3 separate regions of the Mus musculus genome follow, and all the other regions are linked to region 3. The links are chromatin contacts, called in public Hi-C and HiChIP or PLAC-seq maps. All regions are on one chromosome and are shown on one strand. Each heading gives the region's core, a stretch centred on a gene start, on an enhancer-like site or on the middle of the called end of the contact. The rest is flanking DNA. Distances are from core to core; before and after follow the strand shown.

What was found. Hi-C and Micro-C count contacts between places; a contact is called where the count stands out from the background. HiChIP or PLAC-seq counts read pairs in DNA pulled down with a chosen protein or histone mark.
Region 1: a Hi-C map of the N1E-115 cell line shows a contact between it and region 3, with 5 times the contacts expected there. The contact joins two enhancer-like sites. A contact is called at or near these places in 1 of 39 promoter capture datasets (hippocampal neurons) and 1 of 484 Hi-C or Micro-C datasets (the N1E-115 cell line).
Region 2: a contact with region 3 is called in an HNF4G HiChIP or PLAC-seq map of pancreatic cancer cells. The contact joins two enhancer-like sites. A contact is called at or near these places in 2 of 39 promoter capture datasets (cranial neural crest and liver), 2 of 484 Hi-C or Micro-C datasets (CD8 T cells and the N1E-115 cell line) and 1 of 115 datasets of contacts at active chromatin or transcription factors (pancreatic cancer cells).

Annotation. Positions count from the first base shown.
Region 1 is chr6:115,054,413-115,058,218 of GRCm38.p6, reverse strand. No RefSeq gene overlaps it. Among named protein-coding and RNA genes, the nearest start is that of Gm36190, 6.1 kb to the left of the region's middle. Within about 2 kb of position 1,373, at least 15 of the 459 cell types and tissues checked have an H3K27ac peak or open chromatin away from gene starts, as enhancers often do. A contact at or near this core is called in the N1E-115 cell line, where this site is marked.
Region 2 is chr6:115,219,908-115,223,893 of GRCm38.p6, reverse strand. All of the region lies in intron 1 of Syn2 (synapsin II), which reads right to left. Among named protein-coding and RNA genes, the nearest start is that of Timp4, 30 kb to the left of the region's middle. Within about 2 kb of position 2,308, at least 43 of the 459 cell types and tissues checked have an H3K27ac peak or open chromatin away from gene starts, as enhancers often do. A contact at or near this core is called in pancreatic cancer cells, where this site is marked.
Region 3 is chr6:115,822,224-115,825,786 of GRCm38.p6, reverse strand. It overlaps Efcab12 (EF-hand calcium binding domain 12), which reads left to right. Exons shown (of 9, transcript NM_001110506.1): 2 at 2,076-2,530; 3 at 3,485-3,563. Among named protein-coding and RNA genes, the nearest start is that of Efcab12, 14 kb to the left of the region's middle. Within about 2 kb of position 1,781, at least 116 of the 459 cell types and tissues checked have an H3K27ac peak or open chromatin away from gene starts, as enhancers often do. A contact at or near this core is called in the N1E-115 cell line and pancreatic cancer cells, where this site is marked.

The DNA of each region.
Region 1 (3,806 bases), core at 124-2,623, 770 kb after region 3:
CTCCAGTCACTACAGCACAGCTCTGCAGGCATCAACCAAGGTTGTTGGTCTGCATCATAGTTCAACTTCTCCCTCTCCCAAGTCCTCTCCCTCCGCAGCTATTGATCCCTGATCAATATTCCACATGGCAACTCCATCTCAGCAGCTGTTCAGAGAGCCCGATTGGTGGCAATTAGTGTCCAGGGAGTCTGATAAAACAGACAACAGAGTAGGACCTTGATCCAGATGACTAACTAAAAGGTGAGGACAGACAGGCCCAAGCATGAGGTGACCCTGGTTTGAGTGTTACGAGTCCACCGGAAGGGATTTGGTGTGGGGCTCGTGTGTGGAAAGGATGCTCTAGCTGGCGTGCCATATGAGGCATGGGAGATGTGCAGGCAAGTTGTTGCCATAGAGACAATACAATTAGATGAAGGGTTAGTTTCCTGACTGCCATAATAAATTACCACAAACTTGGCAGGTTATAGGAGCAGAAAAATGTTCTGTAGACCAGAAGTCCAATGTCTCCATGCCTGTTCTGCTGGGGGTTCTGAGGCAGAGTCTGCTCATTGTCTTTCTTCTCATGGGTTCTGAAGAAGCCTGGGGCTTCAGACTCTATGTCTGAGTTCACCTTTATTTGGTGTTATTTCCCATGTCCTCTGGGTCCCAAATCCTCCTCCCTTCTCTCGTGAGGAAAGACATTTCTCCCCTGAAATAATACTCCTCTGGAGTATGAGCTCATGTTGAGGACTTTGAATCATATCTGCAATGACCCCATTGCCACCCTCAGATGTCTGTGATCGATTGATATTAGAGGAGCCACAACTGAGCCTGCTGCAGATGCTTGCTGAATAAATACGTTACTGTTAGAGCCTGGTGTTCCAGCTGCTCCAGAGGCTGAGACAGAGGATAGCTTGTGCCTGGGAATTTAAGGCCAACCTGGGCAATGGTGTGAGACCTTATCTCTAAAACAAGACCAACCAAAGAATAACCTTACTAAATGTTTGTGTGTGTGTATGTGTGTGTGTGTGAGAGAGAGAGAGAGAGAGAGAGAGAGAGGGAAGGGGAGGGAGGGAGGGAGGGAGGGAGAGAGAGAGAGAGAGAGAGAGAGAGAGAGAGAGAGACTGCTGAGTAAAAATCTGACATTGACAACTACCTGTGAAAGTCAAAGACCGCCCCCCCCCCACCCCAAGAGCCTACAAAAAAAGATGTCATCTATGGCAAGTAGACAGAGGCCAGATGAGATCCTGTACTTCATACCCAGAAGGGCCAAGCTCCAGAGATTATGAACTATGCAATCAAGACAAACCCATATGCCAGAGCTGAACCCTGCCTAAAAAAGGGGTGGGGGAGGGGTCATCTGACACTTGAGCTGGCGACATCTGGCCTGGAGTATCTGCCTGAGAAGCTCTAAGCCAGCAGCAGCAGCCCAGCCTTTTGCCAGCCAGAACAAGAGCTGTCCCTCAGGATCTGATGATCCTCCCTTCCTGGCCATGAGACCCACATCTAAATGGGCTTGGTGAGGAAAGAGACTACACCCCCAGAGAGACACCAGGACAGCATGCATCCGCAGACATAAGCAGAACAGGAGAGTAACAATGTCTGGCTAGCAGGCCTGGGGATTTAAAAACAACAACAACAACAACAAAAAGGTAAGGCTGGATTCTGGAGAGTTTAGTAATTTCTAAGCATACTCTCAAAAAAGACAAGAATTAACCCTCGGGAAAGAGCAGTCAGGAACGGAGCTCTATGGTACATTTACTCTCGAAAGCACAGGAGGAGCAATGGTTCACCCTAAGTAAAGCTGTCATTGCCAAGGAAAGCTGCAGAGGAGAAGATGAGAACACGCAGAAGGTCTGGGAAGATGGCTCAGTGGTCCCCAGCTCTTACATAGATGCCAGGCAGGCGTTGTAGCCTGCCTGTAACCCCAGTACCTGGATGACAGAGACAGGATCAATGAGAACAAGCTGGCTAGTTAACTAGCCAAACCAACGAGCTCTGGGTTCAAGTGAGAGACTCTGCCTCAAAATATAAGGTAAAGAGTGATCAAAGAAGACATCCAATGTTAACCTCTGGCTTCTAGGTGCTTACACATTAGCGCTCACATGTGCATTCACACATGCAAACATGTATATACACGGACATATATACCATATACACAAATACAAGCAAAATCATTATTTTTTAATGCTCAAGGAAGATGATGTGTCGGAGTCTGCAGAGAAACAAAACCAACAGAATACAAGCACCAAGAACTAGCTTACAATACTATAGAAACTGACAGGTCCTAAGATCTGCACTTGGCAAACAGATTACTCAAGGGAGTTGGTGCTGTAGCAAGACCCAGGGGGGAAATGTCTTTAAGTTTGAGTCTTAAACAGGAAAACCTAGGTATGGTAGCATGCACTAGTCACATAATAAGCTGATGCAGGTGGATCATATGATCACAGGAGTTTGAGACCAGGCTATACTCCATAGCAAGCCCGTGACCCACAAAACAAAAATTTAATGACAGATCTTCCATGTAGCCAGGACTGATGGCACAATACAAATGACTGAAGTCTGGAACAATGGAGGCCAGGGGGTGGCAATCATTGCCAGAAGCCAGATGGAGATTATTACCCTTGGAAAGAAGCCCAAGGGGGAATGATTCAGGGAGCCAATCAATGAAGGCAGCACAGACGATATATGTGTGCTACCTGAGGAAAGAAAATAGGGGTGATCTGCAGGCTTAGCACGAGGCTCCCGAGGGACAGCACAATCCTATGCCCTCTTCCAAACCTGAGCCAGTTTGGAGGCCTTGAATTCCACAAATAGGGACTGAGTTAGGACCCCTGAATCTCCACAGCAGCAAACACAGCGAGGACTAACTGCATCCTGCCCTGAAGGTACCCATGGCAACCATTCCCATCACACTTCTCTGGAGAATGGAGGATGCACTTAGAAGACTTGAGAACACGTGGTCTGAGCTGACCTGCAGTGTCCTGGCCTCCTCTGACAGAGCAGAGGACATACAGAAACACAGTCATAAATGGATTCCTGGGCCCAGAGACCAGGAAGATGGCTCTCCGTTCTCTTACCTCTGCCCAGCATCTCTGCTTCCTCTCTCACCTCCCTCTCCCCCTCTCTTCAAGCTTAAATCTCTTCCCCTCTCCTTTCCTCTTCTCTGTCTTTCTATTGCACCTGTTTCTACAACCCTTACCCCTCAGTCTTACACACTCTCACCTATCTTAGGTTGTCAGAAGCTTTTGCATCAGTTCATAGAGCCTTCCAATTATCTTCTATCGTGCCTGTACTCAGTTCAGAAATTCTCTCTGGAGCTTCAGGAGAACTGCTTCAAGGTCTCCGTACCTGTCTCAAGCATGGTGGCAACTAGACTCTAACCACCAGAGTTCCCTGAATTGATCTAGAGGCTCAGGGTAATCCTTAATGAAACTCAAGCTGACTTCCATTCAGAAACTGAAAAGATGTCCTAAAATTCATGCAGAAATATAGGTGATTCCCCAATAGACAAATCTACAGCAAAGCAAGGCTGCGTAGATTAACCTAAGGCCCCAAGTATAGATCAATAGAAGGGAATCAACTGCACATAATAAAACCTCAAGTGGACAACTGATTTTTACCTGGGTAATTCAATGAAGACCTGGCCATCCCTTCAACAAATGGTGCAAGACCAAGGGGAAATCCACATGTGTCCACAGTACACAAAAACTGCCAAAGATGGCTCAAAGACCAGAACTGAAGAGATAAAAATGGGTACTCAAATTTCCCTTCTCCATCAGGGAAATACAAGGCAAAACCATGAAATCCCACAAAAAGGGCCAAAA
Region 2 (3,986 bases), core at 1,059-3,558, 600 kb after region 3:
TTTTTTTCTTTCTTTCTTCCTTCCTTCCTTCCTTCCTTCCTTTCTTTCTCTCTCTCTCTCTCTCTCTCTCTCTCTCTCTCTCTCTCTCTCTCTCTCTTTCTTTCTTCCTTCCTTCCTTTCTTTCTTACTTTCTTTTTATTTAAAAGCCTAATATGAGGACCTGGAGATATGGCCTGGTGGCTAAGAGAACAGGCTGCTCTTAGTTCCTCAACACCTAATAGCAGCTCACAACCATCTGTAGACCCAGTTCCAGAGGATCCGACACCTTTTTCTGACCTCTTCTGACACTGCATGCTCATGGTGCATAGACATACAGGCAGGCTAAACACCCATACACATGAAATAGTTTTTTATTTAAATAAAGCCTAATATGAAACCCATCCACTTGTCATTTTAAGTAGACATGAACTAGTGTCACTAGCTAAATTTCCACATATTTACCTCTGTAGTGACAATTTTGGAATTTTGGTTTCTTTAAAAATACAGAAATATTATAAGAATGTGTTTTCATTTTAATCCCAGGTGTGGGGACATGGGGCTGCTTCAGACTGTCCGAAGCAGTGGACCATAATTTGCCTCGTGCTTTAGCAGAAGTGTGATTTTACCAGCTGCAAATAGTTTCTGTGATTGTGTTACAATTGAAATTCTGGGAACTTTTCAGAGGGTATATAAATGCTAGAGCCCTAAGAGATGTGGTTGTTGGTTGATGGTCTCAGTTGTTAGTAGTCATGCTCAAAGAAGAAACAATAGGAAAGAAGCTAGATTTATGGATCTCTCCCCCCACTATCCTTCTTTCTCTCCTATCTGGTGATAGTGGCGAAACTGGGGGCTGGGGATAAAGGGTGTGAAAAAGAAGAACCTATGAAGTATAAAGACAGGCTACGTTCTCCTCCTTCCCGCCGTATCATGAGCCTCCTGAGAAGGATATGTGTTTCTCAAAGAGCTTACAAGTCCCATTGTTCAACAGCTCACCCTCACTCCTTTCTACTTTATGTGACTCATGCCTATGACAGATGATTTCATGTGTCAACTTGAGTAGGGTACTAGGTGCCCGGTTATTTGTTTAAACAGTATTTCTTAACACGTGAAAGTGGTTTTAGATCAGATTAGCATTTGAATCAGTAGACTAAGTAAAGCATATTGTCTTCTAACTCTCTCTCTCTCCCTCTCTGTGTGTGTGTATGTGTGTCTCTCTGTGTGTGTGTCTGTTAGACTGTCACCAAGTTGCTTCTAAACACAGGCTGAAACTTCTACTGGCGCACCAGTGTCTCCAGATTGCCAACTGCAAATCTGAGACCTTTTTAATCTCCATATGTATGTGAGCCAATTCTGTTTCCCACTGTGTGTGTGTGTGTATGTGTGTGTGTGTGAGAGAGAGAGAGAGAGACAGACAGACAGACAGAGACAGAGAGAGAGACAGAGACAGAGAGACAGAGATAAAAAGACACAGGTAAAGAACATTATAGCAAGAACTTTGCTGTTATGGGAATTGCTGTATTTATCTTATGCTCAGCTCAAACAAGTGTAAAAAATAAACATTTATAATGAACACTTACTCTAACATATGACAGGGCTGAATTCTAACTTAATTGGTTTTTATTTGCTTGTTTGTTTCTTTGTTTTTTGGAACATGGGGACAGGGCTTGTTGCTTCTTTGGAACAAACTTAGGGCCTTGTATGTGCTGGGCTAGCACTCTGCCATGAGGTACATCCCTAGCCCCTAATGTTCTATTTCAGGTATAAATTAACATAGCAGTTAATGAAAGGCTTGTAATTTTATTCTCATTATAACAAGAACACCATCTCCTCTCAGCTTTCTAAGAGAAGATTCTGCCTAGGGGCTTTTTAACTTCTAATAGCAGGCTCACAGAAAGGAAATGTTTGACTACTTCAAGATCTAACAATAGATCCTAGTCTAATAGCACACACCTGTCATCCCAGCATCAGGAGGCAGAGGCCAGAAAATCACAAATCTGAAGACAGTGTGAACGACATGACCCTAAAACAATATTACAGCAACAACAACAACAACACAGCATCAACAAGGCAGGTTGTTGCTCATCTTGCCCTGTGTTAAATTCCTATCCTGTTAGGAAAAACCTAACAGAGGCTGACCACGTTCCTTCCCACCCCTCTTTACAGCGAGAAGGTAATTCTCCCCAAAACCGGACACTAAAGTCGAACAGAGATCCTGATTACTTTCTGGAGCACTTGTGAAACAAGGACCGGGAAAGGCCTAGCATTGCAGAGCGCAGTGACGCTGGCTTTCTGTCGCTTCATGGGTGTGTTGCTTCTTAGGCTGCTGAATCACCAGGCCATGATTCACAGAGCAAATGCAAAGACGCAGGGTGCTCTCTCTCCCCATGCTCTACTCTCATTAGCAGAGGAGGCTCGAGCCTCCTTTCTCAGGCCAAGTGTAAGCTGCGGTGGCTGGCACTGTCAGCCCACTCACTCGCATAGCTCAGCAGAAACATTTTCATATCTCAAAGCAATAATGCTTTGGATTTCCAAATCCCAGCGCAGGTGGCACATTCCATTCCACAATTTTCCAGCTGGCATCACTTCGGGGGGAGATGCAGTCTTCACAACTGATGCTGGCAGGCTGGAAGGAGACCTGGCACTGTCCTGGAAGACATGTGCCATGGTGTCCCAGATGCACTTGAGTATAGCAACAGGAAAGAGAGACCATATTTAGGTGCCTTCTTCTCATCGTCACGGATGGAGAAACTGAAGCTTAGAGGAGAAAAGTGGACAAGATCGCACCATGGGAATCTTGTGGGAATGTTGGTATAATGGGAAATTCATGCCGGGGCCTGGTCTGGCTCTCTTCTTTGTCAATGTGTCTTTACTTCTAGCCACTGCTAATGATCCGAAACAATCCTCACACTCAACAAGCCCTGAAGAGAAGTTCTAAGAACCAACCCAATCCTGAAGACGTACCCCTTTTAGTCTTCGAACATATTTATTTGAAGAGGATTGTTTAGTACTGTTATAGTGAAACATATTCTATAAACTCTTTAAATATGATAATTCTCATTCATTTACTCTTTCAAAGAAGATCTACTAGATTGGGCACCTATTAAAGGCTCAACTGTCCACCAGGCATCAGATAAGGAAAGGTCTCACCTAGTTGTAACATAAGGACTAAAAAGGAAATGATGTTAGCAGAAGCACAGTGGAATCCTTACCCATGCACAGGCACTAGAGTATCTTAAGTACAATAAAGTCAATAATGGATAGTGTTTTACTACATATTTAGCATTGGTTTCTGAGTTAAGCACTTTATCCATCTTACTCGATTTTCATGTAAGAACTGATGAGGAAGGAGCACTACCCCTGAACTCACTTACTTCACAATGCTTCCAACACACAGCATTACTTAGAAAAACAAAAACCAAACCTTTAGCCAGGCCTAGTGGCATTCACCATCTCTGAACAAACTCTTTTGGTTCAAGGTTAGCCTGGTCTATGTAGTGAAACTGTGTCTCAAATAAACAAACAAATTCAACAATAATATCAACAAATGGAACTTTTAATGGGCATCCACTAGAAAGTCTCAGAACTTACTAGTAATTTTCTAAGATATTCACTTTCTAAGATATTTATGCTAGTTTTCCATTTATTTGATACTTTAAATAATTGATCATAACAATGCCCATTAATATTTGAACACACATTTCCAAGTAAACATGACTTCTAAAAGAGCCCATCGCTTTAAAAAGCTTACTTATGCATGCTAGTAGAGACAGCCAACTCCTTTATGTACAATCTGATACTTTTCTGACTAACAGGCAACTTTTATAACTGTTAATTTTCTTTTTTTTTTCTCACAGTGGCTTACAAAAGAAAAACATCCCAAACTTTAAGTTTTCATTAGTGTACATTAACTGAACAAAGTGGTGGGTTCACTATTGCATTTTCATGCTTGTATATAATGTACTTTGATCATATCTCCCCCCCATCCATTACTGTCCCATGTCTCCATT
Region 3 (3,563 bases), core at 532-3,031:
TTTAACCATAATTTTTAAGTTTTTTGTGCAAGGTTAGGATAATACCTGTAACCTTGGGAAAGCAAAACCCAAGTTTAAAACAATTTATTATCTTTAAAATCAATATTAGAAGCATTACTATCATATTACGAAGTTTGGATGTCAATTAATACCTATGAATACCTATTAAAGCAAGCTTTAATGCTTTAATAAAGAGACATTGCTTTAAATCTTATTTTAAATTTTACTATTTAGGATACGAACCACATTAATTATTACCTAAACTAGAAATATCTTTAGAGACCCAGCCTCTTGGGCTGCCTTATGCCATGTGTCGGAAGGACTCTAAACTTGAGTTATTAAATTTAACACTAACCATCTGTAGCAATGTAACAATTATTAATCTTAACCAACAACTTATGAGCTGATTGTGAAAACACTCAGAGCACATTATCAATAAAAAAGAACCAAATGAAGCAGTTACATTTAGACCAATCAGAGAATAATAATTTTTGTAGCTACAACCATAAAAATAAAAAACACTTTACCATTGTCAAACACATTAATCATGAACCATTTACTAGCTTTTTTACTCTGAAACTTAGAGGCTGTGCACTCGCCCTTATTTCCTAAAACGAACAGTTTTTCCAGCAGGGGCCCTCTCGCCACGTGTCTGATTCCTGGCTGAAACACGTGGCTCTCGGCTTTGCAGATAAAGTTTTTTATACCATCTTTATTATCCAACACAAAACATAGAACATTCATTCATACAGACTGGACACGAACATACATGAATTGAACACGAGAACAGATTGGTGCACCGGACATTAGACAAGACACAAAAGGGAACAGAGTACTCTTGCTATAAGGCCCAGAGAGAAATTTCTCTCTGCTTTTGGGGACACTTTCCTCCCTTATGATGCATTTTTTATTAACTGGGGCAATCCGCCTATTCCTTTTAATAAACCCTTTCTTTTCTCACACCTCATGTAGCTTCGGAGAGCTACGGCCTACCGCCTATTACCCAGCTCCTCACTGCTGAACCTAAGTGAACCAGCGCTCGGGTTTAACGCTGTCTCAGCTTAGCCCATACCTTCTCCGGTATGAATTTCCCTTATCCTTTATTTTATGGAGCTCCGAACCAGCAGCGTCTCTTCCAAAAATCCTTTGCCGTTTCTCAGTCCCGCGTTGGTTCGCCAATTGTTGTGTCCGGCCAGCAGACCACAACCTGGGTTCTAGCCTGGAAAGGCATTTTGGAAACCTGGAAGAGAAGAGGGGCTAGGTGGCGAGAGAAAAGAATGTAGCCAAGACAGTTACTCTGATCAAGGCTCAAATTTTATTGTTGCGACACTAGTTATGAAGGAAGGGGGAGGGGACCCGATTCCCGCCGAATAATCTCGGGTCCAGTAGAAAGGTGCACGTGTGTGGCTCCTCAGGTTCCAGCAGTGGGCGTGGCAGAACGAATGAGCAGGAAGCTCCACCCCGAGCAAGCAGGTTTCAGGCTGGGGGAGGGGAGACTACACATGAGGGCTAGCCAATTGGAGTTAAGAGCTACCCAGATGGAACATGGCAAATTATGACTTGGTTTACTGAAGGGAACATAGATTCTAATAGCATTGAGGGGATATCTACCCGGTTCTAGTGATGATTGAGGCATTATAAATATAAAGCTTGTGTTTCTTTTATCTGGGAACAGGATAATCAAAGACAGGGTAGAAGCCCCTGCTGGAGATTGAATACTTCCTACAACAGCAGACCAGCACTTAGACCCAAGCTCTCTGGCTCAGAGCCTTTGCCCCCACCAGAGGGTGCTGTGATACCTAGGATGGTCAGACAGAATGAGGTAGATTCTTTGGAGCACATGCAGAGTGTAATAGGAATCAGACTGTAGAAAAGCCCTTGGCTTCATGTCTTCTGTTGGTGTGTGCAGGTGATGTTAGCTAACACCGTTTTCCTTACCATTGTGATGCAGTGATGCAGCCAGGCCAGGGACCAGGCACCCTGATACACAACTAGTTCCTACAACAGCCCCTTCCCTCATTTCTTCTTAGTGCTCTTCCAAAAAGGAAGTCACCCTGTAACCTTCTTCTCCCAAGGGTCCCACCACTCTTTCACCTCCATAGAAGATGACCTCGATGAAACCACCAGCAAGGTTCCTGTCTTCAAACCTGAGCTAGTCACTGCCCATTGCTTCAGGCAGTTGAAGCAGAAAGACTTCCGCCTGCCAAAGAGCCGCCGGAGGATCATCATTGTGCCTGGCACAAAGGACCAAGTGCCAGCCCGGCCCACAGTTCCGCCTGAAGCTCCCCTCCCACTCATGCCTAGCTTCAGAGTTCTGGATACTAGCGACACCCAGGAGCTACCAGTGGACAAGAAGGTCTGGCTGAATCAGAGGGCAAAGCTTCGGAGGCAGCTGGAGACATTCGGTGATGTCAAGACATGGCTGGACAATAAGCCCAACATCACATCATCAGAGTTCAGGGTTCTGTCCATGATTCGCCAGGAGCAGAAAACCCCAAAACATACCTTGATTTCAATCAGGAGAGCCAAGGTGAGAAGTCCTAATGGCCAGAAGGTGCTGAAGGCGTCAGGGTAGTTGTTGTCATTTTGTTTCCTTGGATTAGACATGACAAAGTGGTTTACCCCCATTTTACAGAGGAGCAAAACCGAGTCCCCAAAGGAAAGTGTATGAGTGATCTATTGCTGCATAACAAATACTCCAGAGTGACTTTAAAAAGAAAAGAATCAAATGACTATCATTCTATACAGCTGTGTCTGTGATTCTGGAATCTAACTAAAAGGCTTTGTCTCCATCCATATTAAGAGACTGCAGTGCAATACAGAGGACAGCCTCTGCCTCCCAAGCTTGTTCAAATGGCTTCAGTGCCTACAATAAGAAGGCTTGCTGCCCACAAAGGAAGCCTTCCAGTATGGAGAGGAGGGGAGCCAGTGCTGGTTACACCCTCGGCTCTGGTCTTGTTACTGCGTCGTAACAGGATGAGCCGCTGAGTACTGGCCGCACCATGGGAATAGAAAGAGTCCATCTTGGCAGGGGGAAAGTCAAGGACCACGTGGATGTGATTTCAAAGCACCCCGGCTGGGGCACACTAGCAGTCTGTCTTGATGATGGACACCTGTCTGCTGGCGTGGGCAGGTGATAAACCAGTGCTTGTGGGCTGATTTGAAGATCAAGGCTATCGGGTTAGGGAGAGGAGGAAGGCCACCTGTGATGTCATTGCCTAACTTGGAACCATGGTTTGTACACTAAGAATTGAAGGTCAGCCCCCCATCCTCAATAAGCCAATGAAAGTACCCTAGTAAGAACAGGGGGTAAAAATGAGATTTATTCAGTATGGCCACATTGAGAACAGGGCAAATATATGCAGTGGATCCTGACCTCCAGACCATCTTTGGGCTTCAAAGTGAGATTGAACTTTAACAAGAGGGGTAGGGATATGCACATCTAAGCAGTCCTCCTCATCTGCCCCACTCTTGCCTCTTCTAGGACAGAGCTCTCAGACATGTCCGCCTAATTGCACCACAGCTGCGGCTGCCTAAGCCCCCTGTCCTGTCTGACATGTACG